Regions from separate parts of the Mus musculus genome. Here regions 2 and 3 are each linked to region 1. The links are chromatin contacts, called in public Hi-C and Micro-C maps. All regions are on one chromosome and are shown on one strand. The core of a region is the stretch at or near the end of the contact, and the rest is flanking DNA. Distances in the headings are between cores, read along the strand shown. Region 1 holds the start of Ankrd31 (ankyrin repeat domain 31). Region 2 overlaps Gm41027 (a long non-coding RNA gene). Region 3 holds the start of Polk (polymerase (DNA directed), kappa).

The links. A called contact is a pair of places that touch in the nucleus more often than the background predicts.
Region 2: a Hi-C map of liver shows a contact between it and region 1, with 5 times the contacts expected there. The contact joins the enhancer-like site here to the promoter of Ankrd31 in region 1. A contact is called at or near these places in 4 of 484 Hi-C or Micro-C datasets (embryonic fibroblasts and liver) and 2 of 115 datasets of contacts at active chromatin or transcription factors (hepatocytes and liver).
Region 3: a Micro-C map of embryonic stem cells shows a contact between it and region 1, with 3 times the contacts expected there. The contact joins the promoter of Polk here to the promoter of Ankrd31 in region 1. A contact is called at or near these places in 1 of 39 promoter capture datasets (hippocampal neurons), 1 of 484 Hi-C or Micro-C datasets (embryonic stem cells) and 2 of 115 datasets of contacts at active chromatin or transcription factors (bone marrow-derived macrophages and embryonic stem cells).

Annotation. Positions count from the first base shown.
Region 1 is chr13:96,746,910-96,749,603 of GRCm38.p6, reverse strand. It overlaps Ankrd31 (ankyrin repeat domain 31), which reads right to left and starts at 1,311. Exons shown (of 26, transcript NM_001370928.1): 1 at 1,237-1,311; 2 at 969-1,139. The coding sequence starts at 1,072.
Region 2 is chr13:96,979,320-96,982,013 of GRCm38.p6, reverse strand. The region is part of intron 1 of Gm41027 (a long non-coding RNA gene); the gene reads left to right. Among named protein-coding and RNA genes, the nearest start is that of Gm41027, 3.1 kb to the left of the region's middle. Within about 2 kb of position 1,318, at least 2 of the 459 cell types and tissues checked have an H3K27ac peak or open chromatin away from gene starts, as enhancers often do. A contact at or near this core is called in hepatocytes and liver, where this site is marked.
Region 3 is chr13:96,541,202-96,543,895 of GRCm38.p6, reverse strand. Polk (polymerase (DNA directed), kappa) reads left to right here and starts at 1,317. Exons shown (of 15, transcript NM_012048.3): 1 at 1,317-1,569. It overlaps Cert1 (ceramide transporter 1), which reads right to left and starts at 1,161. Exons shown (of 18, transcript NM_023420.2): 1 at 637-1,161. The coding sequence starts at 732.

The DNA of each region.
Region 1 (2,694 bases), core at 62-2,561:
CCCAAACAAGAAAGCAACCCGGTTCCCTTTCATCACTCCACGTCTATTTCACAATTCTGAAAGATTTAACTGCTTATACATCCCAAAATCCATAACTCAATGTGGTTCCACCTCTCCATCTATACCCCTCCACTTCCTTATCCAAGAACACCACTCTTTCTTCACATGGCTGACTCCTACATCACCTTCAAGCTTCCACTCAGAAGCAAACTCTGACAAGGACCCATTACTGTGTGAGGTAAGGGTCCCTCTGAGTTCCCAAACCCACATCCCTGAATACCACATAGAAGACTGAAGTACACTATTTCAACCTTTTAAAAAAAAATCCCTGTGTCTAACACTGAATACATTCAAATAGAGCTCTGATAAGCTGAAATACCTTTTCTCTTTAAAAATATTTCATTTATCATTTTTTAATGTGCATTGGTGTTTTGCCTGAATGTGTGTCTGTGTGATAGTGTGTGTCAGTTCCCCTGGAACTGGAGTTACAGACAGCTGTGAGCTGCCATGTGGGTGCTGGGAATTAAACTCGGTCCTCTGGAAGACCAGTGATCTTACCCACTGAGCTATCTCTCCAGCCCCATTCTTTCTTATAACACTTTTCCAGTTTGATACAAACCTGTTTCCCCAATATAGTTCTTATAAGAAATCCTGTGAACCACTTCCTAGGTCAAAGCTTAAGTTTGGGCAAAGCGGTCCTTGTCCATCGCCAAAGTACTTAGACTCATTTTGAGACGTACGGGGATTTTAAATGCCATAAAACGACCACCATCACCATACGGTCTCTAGCTGGGCTCGGCCTGACAGCCATTGCTATATGTAAATACTCAGCAAAGCTGTCCTCAAACGCTCTCTCACTCACAAGCCCGGTCCAGCCAGCGGCGGCCATTTCCACTCAAAAACCTAGACAGGAAGCCTAGACCGCCAGCGGTGCTAGAGTTCAGTGCTCAAGCCCTAATGGCAGTCACCTTCTCCAGGGAAGCTCCTCGTCTTCCGGTTCGTTCTCTGTCACCGACCCTTCGATCACCGTTTCATCACTGTCACAGTCTGAGGCCTCGGCACCGTTCTCCATTTTCAGCCCCTCACTCAAGGGTTATTACTCTTCCTCTACTTCCCTCTTATCGGCAAGTGAAAGGACGCTACGTGGAAAGGAGGGAAATGAGAATTAAACAACAACAACAATAACTAACAAAGGGAAGGCGTCTCTGGGCGCCGAAGACGCCAAAATCCACACACAATAGGCAGCATGGTCGTCGAAGCTTGGTCACGCCTGCTCTCGCGCCCCACCAGAGCGCAGCCGCACACCACAGTGCTGCGCGCGCAACCCCAGAGCCCCACCAGGACCAGGAGCCCGAGCCCCGCCCCTAACACGAGGAAACCCCGCCCCTGGTCCCCCACGCCCCGCCCCCAGCTCCTGAGGCCCCCCCTGCCCCATCCACCGGCACTACTGACCAGGATGTGTAAAGGCCAGAAAGGCCGCCTTATGAATCTGGTCTGCTCTGAGATTCTGATCTACCAGAATGGGGTCGGACCTCCAAAGCTGCTTTGCAGCAGTTTGCTAATAACTTCTGATTGGATTATCTATACCATCCTGCACATCCCAGAGGCCGCAGCTTCAGAAGATTCTGAAGCCAGAATGTAATCTTAGACTCACAGGGTTTTACAGTCCACCAAGTGCCTTCTTACTTTTTAATCCCTTAGATAATACTTCTCTAAGTGTTCCCCTAAAAGAAATGTTTATCAAAGGTTTTCCGGTTCCCTAATCCAGTAGATACACATTTTGTATAATTCTCTCACAACTATAAATTACTCTGAAACACAGATTACGTAGGAAAAGAAGTAGAGATGCTTTTCCCCTTTATCAAATGTTAGAATAGTAGTGGTGCCTAGCAACACTCAAAAATGATTATTTTCTCAGTGAAGATCTAGGTTTTTGTTTTTGTTTTTTAATTCATTTGATGGCTTTTAAAAATGTTGCTACTCTCTTCCCTCCCTCTCTCCCTTCCCCCCTCCCTCCCTCTTCACAGGGATCAAACTTGGGCTGTCAGGCTTAGTGAGTGCTTTGCCACCACAGCCACCCTCTGAAGTGTCTTTCGCAACCTACCTGAGCGTTTTGTGTGGTTCTGGAGAGTGAACCTTGGGGCCCACTAGACAAGTGTCTACCACTCAGCACTGTCTCCAGCATCCTTTTGACTTTCTAAGTCAAGGTGTCACAGAGTTCCCTAGGCTGGCCTCCATGTACGTTGTAGCCCAGGCTGGCTTCGAATTTGACATGCCCCTGCCTCAGTCTTCTGCGTAGTTGGGATTAAAAGCCTGCATGCACTCCCAGGGCCACGCTTTATTTGAAGGTTTTTAATTCAAACTATAGTTGTACAACCCATGAAGACAATTCGGCCAATAATGACTATGATTGCCTGGTCATGTCTGAAGTCTTAGTCTGTGTGAGCACAATCAGTGATGTCCGTAAAGCCTCACAAGTGTTCAAGACACACATCACAGAGAGCGTCCATGTGCCACCTGAGGGCTTAAAGACTCGGGACAAGACTGGGTTTCTTTCTTTTCCTGGAATTTTTACGTGTGTGTGTGTGTGTGTGTGTGTGTGTGTGTGTGTGTGTGTGTGTGAGTGGTTTGTCAAGGGAGTGGGTGGAGCTAAGGTTTTCTGATGCCCTTTTCACACCTTACAGTGGCTCGTCA
Region 2 (2,694 bases), core at 69-2,568, 230 kb before region 1:
TCTGCAAGCCTGAAATGTAACTGCCATGGTCCCCTTATCACTCCTGTTACTTGCAGGTCGCTCACGAGGCCTTGGTAACAATGGAGTGTTACTGAAAAGCCAGTTCTTTGTCTGGCTACACACAGTGTTCCTTTGGTTTCAGACAGATGTCATTGCTCACACCATCTAAGAAAGGTCTGTCCACGAAAGACTTCTACTTGTTCATTGCTGATTGCTGGCTCCCCCCCCCACCCCCCATGCCACTTTTTTTGTTTTTCGAGACAGGGTTTCTCTGTATAGCCCTGGCTGTCCTGGAACTCACTTTGTAGACCAGGCTGGCCTCGAACTCAGAAATCCACCTGCCTCTGCCTCCCGAGTGCTGGGATTAAAGGCATGCGCCACCACGCCCGGCTCCCCCCCCCCACTCCCCTTTTAATCTATTTTCCTAGTGACTCTAAGTGGAAGAGTCTGGTCTGAATACTTGGTCCCTTTAATAGGTTTACCAAAATTAATTTCCAAAAGACTCCATTTCTTTTTTCTCCTAGAACTGTAAATTCTTAGATCTTTGAAGATGGAGGTGTCAGGGTTCTCGGGATGACTACCTAACCCCTAAGGCAATCAAACTCACCCTTGACTGAAGGAATTCAGCTAGTGCCTCCTGGCAAGCCCATTTGGATCGATATTTGTGTAAGATTAAATCCCTTTCTGTAGCTTGTGTTTAGAGAGACCATCTCAAACCATTGCCAGGGCCAGGCAGTGCCAGGTGAGGAGAAACTGGGAAACAGTGATTTCACCCGTCAGCCATAGGGTAAGAGATATATGGTCAGCTGCTGTTCAGAGTTCTCTTTATTTTTTTAAAATTACATTTCATTTATTGTGTGCATGTATGTGTACACGTATGTGTGTCTGTGTGGGAACACACATACCACAGTGTGTGTAGAGGCCCAGAGACCTGTAGTTTTCTCTTTCTACCACATGGATTCCAGGGATGAAACCGAAACCATCAAGATTGTCAGAGGTGCCTCTTTACCTGCCGTTATCGTGCTGTCCCTGTTCTGAGGTCTCTGGGACCATGGTTTTGAATGGGTTTAACTCAGAACTCCAAGTAAAGCCAACTGTCCTCCCTAATGTGGGTGGACCTCACCCACTGCATGTAGTCCTGAATAGGGCAAAAGGTTGGCTCTCCCCCAATTAGGAGGGAATCCTTCCCTTTCTTGGCTCCTTTTCAAATGGGCTATCACTGGCTCACTGCCTTTGGACTTTGCCTTAGTCAGGGTTTCTATTGCTGTGATGAAACACTATGACCAAAACTAACTTGTTTACATTTCCACATCACAGTCCAACATGTAAGAGTAGAAACTCAAGACAGGGACCTGGAGGGAGGTACTGAAGCCCAGACCATGGGGTAGTGCTGCTTCCTGGCTTACCATCAAGCACAGGTAGTGCAATGTCCCCTGTGGGATGGCCCCACTCACATCAATCACTAATTTAAAAATGCACCAGGAAGCCGGGCGATGGTGGCACACGCCTTTAATCCCAGCACTTGGGAGGCAGAGGCAGGCGGATTTCTGAGTTCAAAGCCAGCCTAGTCTATAGAGTGAGTTCCAGGACAGCCAGGGCTGTACAGAGAAACCCTGTCTCAAAAAACCAAAACCAAAACTAAACTAAACTAAATCAAACCAACCAACCAACCAAACAAACAAAAAAACACGCACCAGGAGCTTTCTGTTTGGACAATCTAGTGGGAGCATTTTCTCAATTGAGATTCGTTTTTCCCAAATGACTATCTAGTGTCAAGTTGGTGTAAAAGTTGCCAGCGCAGACTTGATCTGAAACATCAGCCATCTTAGGTCTCAAGCCTGTTGGCCTTCAGAGTGACACTTCCCAATCAGCTGTCCTGGGTCTCCATCTTGCACTGGCACACTGTCTGTCATGGCCACAGAAGCCAACCTCATAATCTCAGTCTCACCCCTCCCCCTTCATAATGCACTCACATAGGTAATAGGGTCACGTGGAGGAGCCGAGGAGTCCCCAGGTCAAGAGCTTGTTCAACAAGCTCTTAATGGTATACCACACAGTTCTGTATTTAATAACATACGTAACACTTGATAGTCACGACAATAAATGGCTGTGTTAATGGTTTATGTCGTTACTATACTATATCTTTATTGTTACTTAATTATACTTATTTAAAACATTGTTTGAAATCCTACACTTGGGAGCCTGAAGCAGATGGATTGTAAGTTCTAGGCCACCCCAGACTATGTAACAATAGCTTGCCTAAAAAAGAGAGAAAGAGAAAAAAATCAAGAGGGAAAGAGTGGGAGGAAAGGAAGGACAGGCGCACCAATCTCAGGCTCTGCTTTACTGTAGTTTTTGTTTAGATGTGTTTAGCCACTCAGATTCTCTCGCTGATGTGTTACAACTATGGTATCCAGGGCAATCACATGCTGACATTTCTGTGCCACCTGACTTGTATACATATACTCTGTGATGTTCATACAACGTCAGAATGAACTTACAACAGTTTTTCTTCCTTCATTTTTAAGGCGGAGTCTCATAGTATAGACCAGATTGGCCTGGAGTTCCCTATGTTGTCTAAGTAATCCGCTGGCTTCAGCTTCCCAAGTGGGCATTACAGGCAATGCAGTGCATCTCTCTCTCTCTCTCTCTCTCTCTCTCTCTCTCTCTCTCTCTCTCTCTCTCTCTGTGTGT
Region 3 (2,694 bases), core at 68-2,567, 210 kb after region 1:
GCCAATTCAATAGCTCTTTTCTGAACTTGGACAAGGAGGGGGTAAGGTACAAAAGTGCCGCACACGCTTCCTACACCAAAGATCACTCACACCTCAAAGTTTACTATCTCAGATTTCAAGGCCAAACCCAGTCAACTGGTTTGCCTAAGTTACACCAATTAAGAGCCGAACAGCACCTGCCCCCATTCTGGTAGGGGCCTCCAAAATACAGTCTGAAAGGTCGATTTCACCGCCCTCCTGCCCAGCACTTCTTCAGACACCACGGGTTGCCCAACCCAGATTCCTACACCCCAGACAGCTGCGGCCTTGGGTTCCAAGTTACCAGATGCACCTTGCCTCCCGAACTAGATCACGGATTTAATACAAGCTTTCCAAGGTCCTCCGCCAAAGCTGACAGGATCCAGGAATTGGGGGGCTAGCGGTAAGGACAGTCCCAAGCACCTCCTATCCCATCCCTGGCCAGGCACTCATTCCAAGACGACCTTTCGGCCCCGCACCCCAGCACATTCCGCAGCCCCCGCCCCGGGACAGTCGGTGCCTCCAGTCCAGCCCCACCCCAGGTCCCGAGCGGCTCCCCCTCGCCTCGCGGCAGGTGAGTCCCGGCAGCGGATCCACGGTCCCCGCGGGGCAGCTCACCTTGCTGAGGACCCCGCAGCGCTCCACAGGCGGCCCGGACTCCGTCTCCGGATCCTCCTCCGAGCCCGACGAGTTCCAGCTCTGGTTATCCGACATGGAGACGCGACAGCCGAGCAGGAGACCGGCCCCCGCTCCGCGAGCTGCGCCAGTGCAGGCGCCTAGTCCCTGGGGTGAAGGGTCGGGGGATGGCACCGCCAAGAGAGCCCGCTCCGGGGAGTGAGGGAACAGGAAGAGGGACGAAGCGCGCCCGCCGCGCCGCCGCCGCCGCGCCTGACACCGAGCGGACCGGGGAAGGAGGACGAGCGGCGAAGAAAGCCTGCCCTTCCAGCCGTCAGCCGCCGTGGCCGTGACCCCTGCGCTGCGCCCGGCGCCGCCACCTGAACTCGGCCCCCTAGATGCCAACCTCAGTCAGGGAGGGAGGAGGGGAGGAAGACGGGAAGAGCCAAGCCAACGGCAGAGACCCAGATCCACTCACTCACACCTCCGCTACAGCCGCCATCTTCCTGCCGGGTCCACTATTTACCCTCCCTCCTCTCTCAGCTCCCTCCCCTCCGTCCTCCCATCCTCCCTCCACCCCGCCCCGGGCCCCTCCCGGCGGCTCGCGACGCTCCCTACCTCCGGCCCTCCCGGGTGACGACGGGTAGGGAAGGAGGCGGAGCCGGGAGAGGAGAAAGCTGAACAGGGAAGCCGCTGCGCTGCATTCTGGGAAGGCTGGCGCTCCGTCCGCCGCGCAGCCTCCTGGGAGTTGTAGTCGCAATCCTAGGCAACTGGTGTGTGTCCTGGGCGCGCCTAAAGGCTGGTTGCCTAGGGGAACCTTCTGAAGGCAAGTGGGCTTCTTTTGAGAGTTGCGTGCCCCTTTCCGTCCAGCCTGGCTTCCGATTCTGCCTTGCGTGTTTGTGACGAGCCAGCGAGCCGGGACGTGAGAACCCTCAGGTGAGGATGGTGGGCTGTGCGACGCTGCTTTCCGGAAAGCCCGGGAACATCTTTGCAACTTGCCTGGGCAAAAATGATAGGGACTCCGTCGCTTCACTCAGGTTAGGAGTTTATGATCTCTCCAGTCGCAAACTGAAGATTTGCTTCCTCTCTAAAACCGTCACTGTTAATTCCGAAGGACTACTGTCTATGTCTTCGGAAGTAGACTTAATATTTGACGTTTACTGCTGTTGGAGGAAGAATTCCTTCAGACTATTTTCTCACTGTTAATTTATAGAATTTTTATCTCGTGCAATTAATGTTGAGGTTGTCAGAGAACAAATAACGTTTAAAGAACTTCTTAAAAAGGAAATTAGGGTCATATTATATCCTGAAGTTTTCTCTTAGTTGTGAACAAGTATCTCCCCGGAGACCCATGTTAACCATCTTTTTCCTCCCCGGAAGACAGGATAACTTGGATAGAAACTTTCTATCATTAAGATCAAAATGCGAGTTTTACTAAATAATAAGGAATTAGGCAATAGGTAGCTATCAAATTCCTGATCATTTCCAACTTTGAAATTCCTTATTTAACTGCAGAAAGAATTTCTACCTGCTACCCAGATGGAAAAGTAAGAAATTTTGAGTGTTTGGGGGTAGGGTGGGGTGTTAAGGCACAATGACTAAGAAAAAACAAACAAACAAAACAAACAAAAACTCTGGGAGCAATCGAAGAGTCCTACACTCCACATGACAGGAAGTAGCCCTGAGAAGTTCTTGTGTAGAAGCATTCCTGGAGACTAAATGCAGTAGAATCTAAGTCTACTGTATGTCAGATACAAATGATTTTCCATCGTAAAATCATGACAAACATAACTGAAAGATATTCAAATGAATAAAACCTTAAGAGATAAAGATTTTAAGAATACCTTATCAGGGTGTTAAAACATAGCCCAAGGAGATATATGTACACACACACACACACACACACAGAGAGAGAGAGAGAGAGAGAGAGAGAAGAGGGCAAACCACTTTGTAAATTACAAGAGTATGCATTTAGATAGTTTGCTTTGCTTACTAAGTCAGATATGAATAGAATTTCTGATTCTTGTGCTAGGTTTTAGAATCACTGCTCTTAAAGAAAGT